Linked DNA regions of Mus musculus: region 2 is linked to region 1. The links are chromatin contacts, called in public promoter capture Hi-C maps. All regions are on one chromosome and are shown on one strand. The core of a region is the stretch at or near the end of the contact, and the rest is flanking DNA. Distances in the headings are between cores, read along the strand shown. Region 1 overlaps Unkl (unkempt family like zinc finger). Region 2 holds the start of Mettl26 (methyltransferase like 26).

Region 1 (4,708 bases), core at 1,048-3,547:
CCACTCCCCTGGCACTGGCTGCCCTATTTCTAGTACCTACTGAGGTCCAGCTGATCGAGTGTAGCCCACAGCTCCAGCCTGGGTGCTATGTGAGTAAACTGCCTGTCCCTGAGCAACAGACTTTCAGTAGTGAGGATGTTCAGGGGTTCAAAGGTCACCACATAGATGGGAAGGACTGTCCTGTGGAATATTCTAGATAGGTGTTTGGCCCATTCCTTATGAGTTCCCCTTGGCTGCTCAGTCATCCAAACAGAATGCATTCAGATTTGAATTAAAATGAAAAAGTAGGGGGAGGAGATGTTTGAAGAGGGCTGCAATCTAGATGTAAAGTAAATACATTAATTAATAAAAGAATGAATAAGCAGACAAAATGTCCTTGGGCATCTAAGTCTGCAGGTAGTGGGGCTAGGCTAGTGGAACTGAAGGGCATAGCTGTATGCAGGCATAAGTGTGCTAGTGCAGGGGCTGTTGTCATGCCCTCCCTGAGCCTTTTGAGTGGGTAGTGTTGTTTTGGTATCTAGGGAATGTTGGCTCCTGGGTGCCAGTCTTGTCTTCGTTCTTTCCCAGGTCCCCATGGTGAAGTAGTGGGCAGTCTGGTCGTAAGATAGGTGCTTGTATAAGCACCTATCATTGAACAGGCATTGCTCGAGCTTCTGCTGTCTACCAGACAGACACCTTTCCAGAGTGTCAAGTAGTCTTTGCCTGGCGGTCTGACAGACAGACTTGGCTCTGACCAATACATTTTGCAGAGCGGAGGGTTTTTAGGACCAAGGGCATCTAGGGGCAAATGGTATGGTGGCCATCTGTCTATCACTAGAAAGGAAAGGGTTGTGTAGCTCAAAGATTTGGAGGTTCCCAGTCATGATCACAAGCATATCTCATAGTTACAGGGGCCTTGCACTAGGCCCTGCCTTGTCACCGGTCCAGCATCTTCTGGTCTAAGAGCCAGGCCTTCATGAGCTTTTGGAGACACTGCAGATTTGTTCTGCAGCTGGGAAGTGCTCACTCACTCTGTTTGCTTCGGTGTTCTAAGCGGCCAGCTGCGCTTCATAGAAAACAGATCACTAAGCCACCATGTTTTGTCTGATTTCCTAGATCTACAAATCTACAAAATGCAACGATATGCGCCAAACTGGCTACTGCCCTCGGGGCCCTTTCTGTGCCTTTGCACACACTGAGAGTAAGTAGACGATCTTCAGGGGGGTGTGGGGGAGGGGGCACCTCAGCCACCATGTGGCCAAGGAGCTCACTCAGCAGCTCCACAGTCTCACAGTGACCTGGGACTAGGCATGTCTGGGAATCCTGTATATAATGCCCGTTGAGATGGCTGGGGTGGGGGCAGGGAGAGGGGAGGGCTCATGCCTCATGGCTGGACCTGCCTTGCCCTTTGCACCTGGGACAGACTAGACCTGTGATGCTTGAAAGGACCCCTGTCCCCGGCCTCCTAGGTCCCACCTGCCTCCTGGGGATACGGATCTGTTGTCATTCTCGTGCTCACCTGCTTTGCTGCTGTCCTGCTGGGACTGAGTGTCAGTGGCTTTGTAGAGTCACTTTCTGTCCCTGTAGCTAGAGGTGCCAAGATCCTTAGTTGGGCTTGGCCAGCTGGCCTCAGACCCTACGGTCATTTATTGTCACATAGGCTCATAATTGATTCTCTAAAGCTGCTCCCCCAGCTCAGGAGTCTGAGTTCTGGTGGTTATAAAGCAGTTGCAAGCTCAGACTTCATTTTCTGTTCCAGTTGGAGTGGCAGCTGTTTCTGATCACACTTGACATGTTGTTGTTCATGTTAAAAATGATTGAACCCAAATAGCACTATTTGGGGCTAGAGAGATGGTTCAGTAGTTAAGAGCATGCATTGCTCTTGCAGAGTCGAGAGCTGAATTCCCAGCACCCACAACCGCTAGGGAATCAAATGCACACTCAGGGACCCCCGGAGCACCTGTACTCACATGCACACATCCACACAGAATACACACCTTAAAACAGATGTACCAACCATTGAGCCACCTCTCCAGCCCCTAAAAAGAATTTTTTTTTTTTTTTTCCGAGACAAGGTTTCTCTGTGTAGCCCTGGCTGTCCTGGAACTCACTCTGTAGACCAGGCTGGCCTCGAACTCAGAAATCCACCTGCCTCTGTCTCCCAAGTGCTGGGATTAAAGGCGTGCACCGCCGCCATCACCACCCAGCAAAAAAGAATTTTTTATTTTAATTTCATGGCTCTGTGTGGGCTGGCCTGCCACCCAGAACAAGGGAAGTGGTTACAACATCAACCGGTCCTCTCCACCTGTCCTGTGGGCCAGCTGGCGGCCCCTCAGTGCCAGTTTCTCTTTTTTTTCTCTTGGCAGAGAGCCTGGCTATGGTGAACGAGTGGAGCTGCCGTGATCTCAGTTCCAACAGCACCTCAGCTTATAGCAGCCAGCCTGGAAGTGTAAGTGGACACTGCTTGGATCAGTCCCACTGAGGGGACAGGCATGGGGTGAGGTTTGGGTGGTGTGGCTGAAAGCAGCCTACATGTGGAGTTGTGATTCCTCCTCAGATAGTCTAGAAAAGTCTTGCCTGGGCTGGAGCAGGACATCATGCCCCTGCTGCACTGCTTTGTGGGATTCGGCCTTAGCGGGCATCTGGTGCCTTGCCAGCCCTCGACTTGGCAGATCCCTTGGGCTGTCCGTCCTAGGCAGTTGGAGGTCATCAACAAGTGGTATCTGATGCAGCATCTCAGTCTGTTACTCGGCATCCCCATGCTTTGGGTGAGGGGCGTCCTGTATCTGATGGGTGTGATGAGGATGGATCGTTCTCGGACTGAGAAGTCACTTCCTGTTCGTGCCAGAGTCAGCCACTAGAGTAGGTCCCTGGGGAGCCATCCCAGGATAGGGACAGGATGTTCAAAAACGGATTTAAAATAGCATTTGGTTCTAAACAGTTTGTGTGACATTGACGTAGTCCTGAGGTTGCTGGGCAGTGTGGTTTATGCCCAGCATTCAGGAGGTGGAGGTAGGAGGTCTCTGAGTTTGAGGACAGCCTGGTTTATAAAGTGAGTTCCAGAAACCCTGTCTTAAAACAAAACAAAACAAAAACAAACTATTAAAAATGAGGGGAAAAAAAGAAGTCTCCCTGAATTAGTTGAACAGAGCCGCTCTGCTCAGCTCATGCAGTCAGGGTGTCGCTGCACTTGGTTGCTAAGCCACTGTTGGACCCTGAGTCTGTTAGGGCTCCTGAGGTTCTGTAGGTGTTTCTTTGTGGTCTAGGGTTTAGTCACTTTTGTTCTTTGGCCCTTCTGCCTAGGATGGTCTTCTCTGGCTGGTAGGGCAGGCTCCATATGTGTTCTAGGTATGGCAGGCATCCTCTGCTGCTCTCGGCTCAGGAGGCCCCAGTCTGTGATGCTCTGTTGCTGGTGTCAGTGAGCTCTCCCGAGAGTCCCTCTCTCTCTGAGTGAGGGTGGAGGAGTGCCTGTGGATGAGTCATCTCTACATTCTTTCCTGCTCTGGGCCTGGAACCCTGCGGGCACTCTATACTCAGAACTTTCCACGTCTCTTGGAATTGTCACAAAACCCTCACAGGGCCACTTGAAATGCTGGGAGCTCTTCTCCTTCAAGGAGGCACAGCTGGGCCTGTCTTAGGGTTTCATTGCTGTGAAGAGACACCATGACCAAGGCAACACTACAAAGGACAACATTTAATTGGACCTGGCTTACAGGTTCAGAGGTTCATTATCATCATGGCAAGACCATGGCGGTGTGCAGACAGGCATGGTGCTAGAGTAGCTAAGAATTCGACATCTTGATCGGCTGGCAGCCACGAGTAGACTAGATTCCACCCTGTGTGTAGCCTGAGCAGAGCAGACCTCCCACAAAGTGACATACTTCTTCCAACAAGGCCACATCTCCTGGTAGTGTCACTCCCTATAGCCAGACTTTCAAACATGAGTCTATGAGGCTAAACCTATTCAAACCACCACAACCTCCCTTGGGCAATTCTGAACAGACTTAGCCTTGGTGCTGTTTGGGTCAAGCAAGAGATCTGCACACACCGGGCGGTGGTGGCGCACTCCTTTAATCCCAGCACTTGGGAGGCAGAGGCAGGTGGATTTCTGAGTTTGAGGCCAGCCTGGTCTACAAAGTGAGTTCCAGGACAGCCAGGGCTATACAGAGAAACCCTGTCTCGAAAAAAACAAACAAACAAAAAAAGAGACCTGTACACACCCAGGCCATTTTGTTGAATAACTCCTTGGCTTGGTACATGTGTCAAGGCCTGTCTTTCCCTGAGTGATCCAAATGTGGGAAGAGCTTTGGGTACCAGTGAACAGGAACTGTGTAAACACTTTCTCAGTGTTTTGTAGGGTTGTTGGTTATTGTTTTGGTTTTTTGGTTTTTTTTTTTTTTTTTTTTTTTGAGATGAGGTCTTATTCTATGACCTAGGTTGGCCTCAAACTCAACGATCTGCCCGCCTCAGTCTCCTTTGTAATGGGATTACAAGCCCAGTCCAGCACACCAGCTCCAGCATTTTCTAAATTGTAAACAAAGTGTAGGCCTATGTGTTTTCAGGAGATGTCTCCTTGCCTTTCTAACCTGAGCGGGTCTTCTATTTGCAGGCCAAAAGGAAAGACTCCCCCTCTGAAGGAAGCCAGAAAGCTACTGAGGACAGCAAGCAGGTACAGCATCGCATGGCTTTCTGTTAGGCCTTTCTGTGTCCGCACTCTACTGCTGAGTTA
Region 2 (4,708 bases), core at 1,217-3,716, 660 kb after region 1:
CGCTAACCCCAGAGAGAGAAGCCAGGACAGAGGCCAAAGCTAGGAGAGTGTGGAAGGACCAGAGTAACGTAGGTTTCTAACACAACACAAAATCTAAGACCTGGGGCTCTCAAGGGCCCTGATAATTTGGTAATAAAGATAAACTCATTTGAAAAAGCCAAAATCAGCTCCAGGAGCCTGCATGTCTGACCTTAACAGGAACCCAGCCTCAACAACTGCTTGCCATGGCTGGAGAGTCCAACTTACAGGGTCCAGACAATGGCCAGCATCAGGCACTCAGGATCTCCAGGAAGCAGGTGCTCACACAGGCCAACTGCAAGCAAAGTCTCCTCTCCCATCTGATGGCCTCTGACCTCAGTAATTAGGGAAAGTGTTGGTGCATCCAGAGCAGCAACTCCCACAGGAGGGTATTAACCAGAGGCCAAGAACCCTTAAATGTCTTGTTGAGCGCTGTTCTCTAACGCAGCCTCCCTGTGGGGAAGGGGAAGCAAGAAGATCAATCTAGGGCTGTCATCAGTCTCCCTATTTCCTGGTTTTTTGTTTGTTTATTTTTCAGACAGGGTTTCTCTGTGTGCTGAGACTAAATGTGTATATGCTACGCGATGCTTTAGGAACTAGTTTTGGCCGGCGTGGTGGCGCATGCCTTTAATCCCAGCACTCAGGAGGCAGAGGCAGGCAGATTTCTGAGTTCGAGGCCAGCCTGGTCTACAAAGTGAGCTCCAGGACAGGCAGGGCTATACAGAGAAACCCTGTCTCGAAAAACCAAAAAAAAAAAAAAAAAAAAGAATTAATTTTGATTCTTTGTTTTGTTTTGTTTGTTTTGTTTTCCAGACAGTTTCTCTCACTGTGGACTAGCCTCTGACTCTCCAGTACCACCACCAACAGGCCCCAGTTGAAATTTAAGTAGCTCCCTGGCTGTCCCAGGCCCTCTTCCAGGGGCTCTCCTTGAGACAGGGCATGTTTAGAACAGTGTTGCACTTTGATGGAGAGAAAGAATCATCCACGACCTCTCCTGAACTTGGACATATGGAAGATGCTCACACCCCCAGCTCCTCTGCCCAAAATCCCACGAATAATCTATGGGAAAAGCAAGCCAGGTATGCAGAGGCTGAGGCTGTAAAAGGGAGAGTCTGACTCAGGTCCAGTCAAGGTCACTACCAATGTCAGACATCCATAACCATCTGTCAGGGGCTGCTCAGAGTGGGTGAGGGGTTGGACTTCAGGACTTTCCCCGAGTCTGGACTGATAACTTTTCAGAGGCATTTCTAGAGTGGCCACCCTATATCTCATCCTTGGGCCATGTCACTCACATAGTTTAACAGTTTGACTACACTCACACCCCTGGTCACTCCGGCTGAATAGACACCTCAAACACAGCCCCAAGCAGGAGCCATGTTTAACCCTGAGCTCCATGATGTAGTATGGGGCAGAGTAGCCCACGCAACCTTTGAACTAACTGTTGGCAATCAAGCGTGAACGTCTCGGACATTTTCTAAAATCCAGCCCCTGTGAGAAATGAACCACTTCAAACCACACAAAGGTGAGAATCAGAGAAGTACCCTTGTCCGTGCACTTGTCGCTTCGAATTTCATTTCAATAGTCACTGACCGCCTCCTGCTATCTATCCGTGGACCTCGAGCTAATGCCAGCCGTCTCAGCGTCACACAAAGCTCATCTGAGCCCAAAGTGTCCCAGACCCGAGGATTCCTGCATCTGGGTTCCCCAAGCTCCATTCTGTTACCGCCCATGCCCACAAGGCTTGGCTTGTTGAACCTCAGGACCTGAGCGCGACCTCAGGCTTCCAAGAGATCGCGACCGCTATGGTTTCCATGGCGCAGAACCAAATCCTGTCTATAAATCTCACGGTACCCACATTTTCTCCTTTCCCTTGGACGACAGCAACAACACTTTGGGATCTGGTGGGATATGTTGTTCTGCAAACGCTTGCCAATAGAGAAACGGAGCGCAACAGAAAAGACACAGGCATAATGCTGTTACATTAACATGCTTGCGTCACAATTCGTATGCCCTACGGACTGCAGTCTCGCTCAACAGCGCCGCTGGTGTAGTGGTATCATGCAAGATTCCCATTCTTGCGACCCGGGTTCGATTCCCGGGCGGCGCATGTTCTTTTTATTTTCCCGTTCATCTCTGAAAAGGAAGGATGCCTTGCAATCTTAAACACCATTCCAAAAAAGGTGAGGCGCAAACGCAACAAATGAGCTTTTAAACAAATACAGCTGAAAGACTCCAGGAAACCATAGCCTCTACTCGAGCCTTGTTCCTTGTCCGAAGTCACCGCTAAATCCCGGCCGCCGGAATCAGTTTCCCGCAGATGCAAACCCTTTTAGGAGTTGAGAGGCCTCCTAACAGTTATACTGTTGCAAGCGGCTGGCCCTTTCGACCACAACTCCCGTAGTGCCCCGCGCAGGAGCTGGACCACAGCTCCCGTGGTGCCCCGCGCGCATTCTGGCTGGGGCTGGCCGCACCGCTGCGATGATGATGGCTGCGGCTGCTGAGAGAAACAAGGAGCCCATCCTGTCCGTACTCCGCCAGTATGTGGATCCTGCCCAGCGCTGTGTTCGCGTGCTCGAGGTGGCCTCGGGCTCTGGACAGCACGCGGCACACTTTGCACAGGCCTTCCCGAATGCCGAGTGGCAGCCGTCGGACGTGGACCAACGCTGCCTGGACAGGTGCGGCGGCGCGGTGTCTTTCCCTTGCGGCCGCTTGGGGCTGAGTGAACGGCGGGGCTGGCAGACCGGAAATCAGGACAGGCCTAGGTTTGGGTGCCAGACTGAGGTAGTAGAAGCAATGGGCTGTAGGGTCGACAAAGATACCCGCTTGCTGCTCCTCAGGACTTTCCCCCCACACCCCGATCACTGAGGGGCCTCGTCAGCCCTTGCCCATGCGCTGCTGCTCTCCACAGCATTGCCGCCACCACCCGAGCCCAAGGGTTGTCCAATGTGAAGGCTCCGCTGTACCTGGACGTGACCTGGGAGTGGGAGCAATGGGGCGGCATCCCACCCCGATCGCTGGACCTGTTGCTCTGCATCAATATGATCCACATCAGCCCCCTGAACTGCACAGAGGTGGGGACCACTGTGGAGCCCAGCTTTCACGTTGCAAAGAGGAAAGCATGAGTCTCCAGCTCCCGGCTTACTGTGCCCTACTTGCCTTCCTCTGCAGGGGCTCTTTAGAGCAGCAGGACACCTGCTCAAAACCAAGGCTGTGCTGATCACCTACGGGGTGAGTGACCCTACCTTAAGACACCCCTATCAGCCTTGGGTGTTTCCCCACTCTTGAAGCCCAGGGCCCGGGACCTAGCTAGCCCTTTTCCTTCTTGAGTGCAGAAAAAAGTTATTCTTTCTATACTCCTATGGAAAGAACTCCATCCTATCCTGCAAACTAGCTGTGTGGGAACGACTGACTTTGGGCCTATGTATTGTGTCTTGTTCTCACAGCCCTATGCCGTCAATGGGAAGATCTCTCCCCAGAGCAACGTGGACTTTGACCTGACCCTCAGATGCAGGTCAGATCTGGCTAGGAGGTAGCTTGGCTCAGAGAGAGGGTAGGCGGGATCATAACCTCAACTCTGCAAATGCCTTCTACCTTCCTCCCCAACTGCAGGAACCCAGAGTGGGGGCTTCGTGACACAGTCCTTCTGGAGGAACTAGGCCAGGCCAGTGGCTTGGTCCTGGAGAGGATGGTAGGCAGGGCGATGTGGGGGTGGGGAGCCTCCCTGTGATTAAGAGTCACTCCAGCCTGGCATGGTGGCGCACGCCTGTAATCCCAGCACTTGGGAGGCAGAGTGAGTTCCAGGACAGCCAAGGCTACACAGAGAAACCCTGTCTCGAAAAAACCAAAAACAACAACAACAAAAAAAAAACCAAGTCACTCCAGCAAAGCGTTTTTCCAGGTGGACATGCCAGCCAACAACAAGTGCCTGATTTTTCGGAAAGAATAGCATCTCTGTCAAAAGTTGTCACGGTACAAGCTAGACCTCAGCCCCTCCCTCAGTCCTTGGGATAAATTAGCCCCTCCTGGTCTGGTGGCCACAGGGCTGTAGAGAACCTGTTCTGAAGGGGCCTTAAAATAAATCCTTTCCAGCCCACTGTGGGCTATCTATACCACATTGCTTGCTGGGAATACCTGGGAGAGGGCGAAAGGGGACCGGTCTGGGAGATGATTAGGGCTTGGGGTGGGTGTAGCTGAAGCAGGACTGAGCTGACTTTCTCCTATGTCCCTGGAGACAAGCTTGTATGTCTGTCTGAGGGCTCCCAAGAGTGAGTTGGTGCTACTTGGTGACCTCAACTAGGAACTGGAAGCTCCATCTACTGGAAGGATTCCAACTGAATAGATAGGGCTGGTGGGGGTGCGGTGGAGACAGTGCTGGTGGGGGTGAGGAGTGGGGTGGAGATAGTGTTGGTGGGAGTGGGGTGGAGATGGTGCTGGTGGGGGTGGGAGTGGGGTGGAGATGGTGCTGGTGGGGGTGGGGAGTGGGGTGGAGATAGTGTTGGTGGGAGTGGGGTGGAGATGGTGCTGGTGGGGGTGGGGGTGGGGGCGCTGCAGCTAGAAGGGACCCAGAGGCTATGACTCCCACAGGCAAGGACATTTATTCAGCAGGAAGGAGGGCAGGGATGGGGATCGTGCATAAAACTAGTCTTGGAAGCGGTTGAGCAGTTCACAAGCCTTCTTCTCGAGCAGTTCC

What was found. Promoter capture Hi-C pulls out the DNA fragments that hold promoters and counts their contacts.
Region 2: a contact with region 1 is called in a promoter capture Hi-C map of hippocampal neurons, with 2.2 times the contacts expected there. The contact joins the promoter of Mettl26 here to the enhancer-like site in region 1. A contact is called at or near these places in 5 of 39 promoter capture datasets (the C10 cell line, hematopoietic stem and progenitor cells, hippocampal neurons and 2 more).

The regions. Positions count from the first base shown.
Region 1 is chr17:25,208,459-25,213,166 of GRCm38.p6, forward strand. Unkl (unkempt family like zinc finger) reads left to right here. Exons shown (of 15, transcript NM_001197024.1): 7 at 1,096-1,180; 8 at 2,346-2,428; 9 at 4,589-4,648. Among named protein-coding and RNA genes, the nearest start is that of Gm52286, 21 kb to the left of the region's middle. Within about 2 kb of position 2,298, at least 84 of the 459 cell types and tissues checked have an H3K27ac peak or open chromatin away from gene starts, as enhancers often do. A contact at or near this core is called in hippocampal neurons, where this site is marked.
Region 2 is chr17:25,873,034-25,877,741 of GRCm38.p6, forward strand. It overlaps Mettl26 (methyltransferase like 26), which reads left to right and starts at 2,467. Exons shown (of 6, transcript NM_026686.2): 1 at 2,467-2,693; 2 at 2,927-3,089; 3 at 3,187-3,246; 4 at 3,462-3,529; 5 at 3,628-3,706; 6 at 3,917-4,130. The coding sequence starts at 2,497. The coding sequence ends at 3,964. It overlaps n-TGccc7 (a tRNA gene), which reads left to right and starts at 2,055; the gene lies at 2,055-2,125. Wfikkn1 (WAP, FS, Ig, KU, and NTR-containing protein 1) reads right to left here. Exons shown (of 2, transcript NM_001100454.1): 2 at 4,595-4,708. The coding sequence ends at 4,657.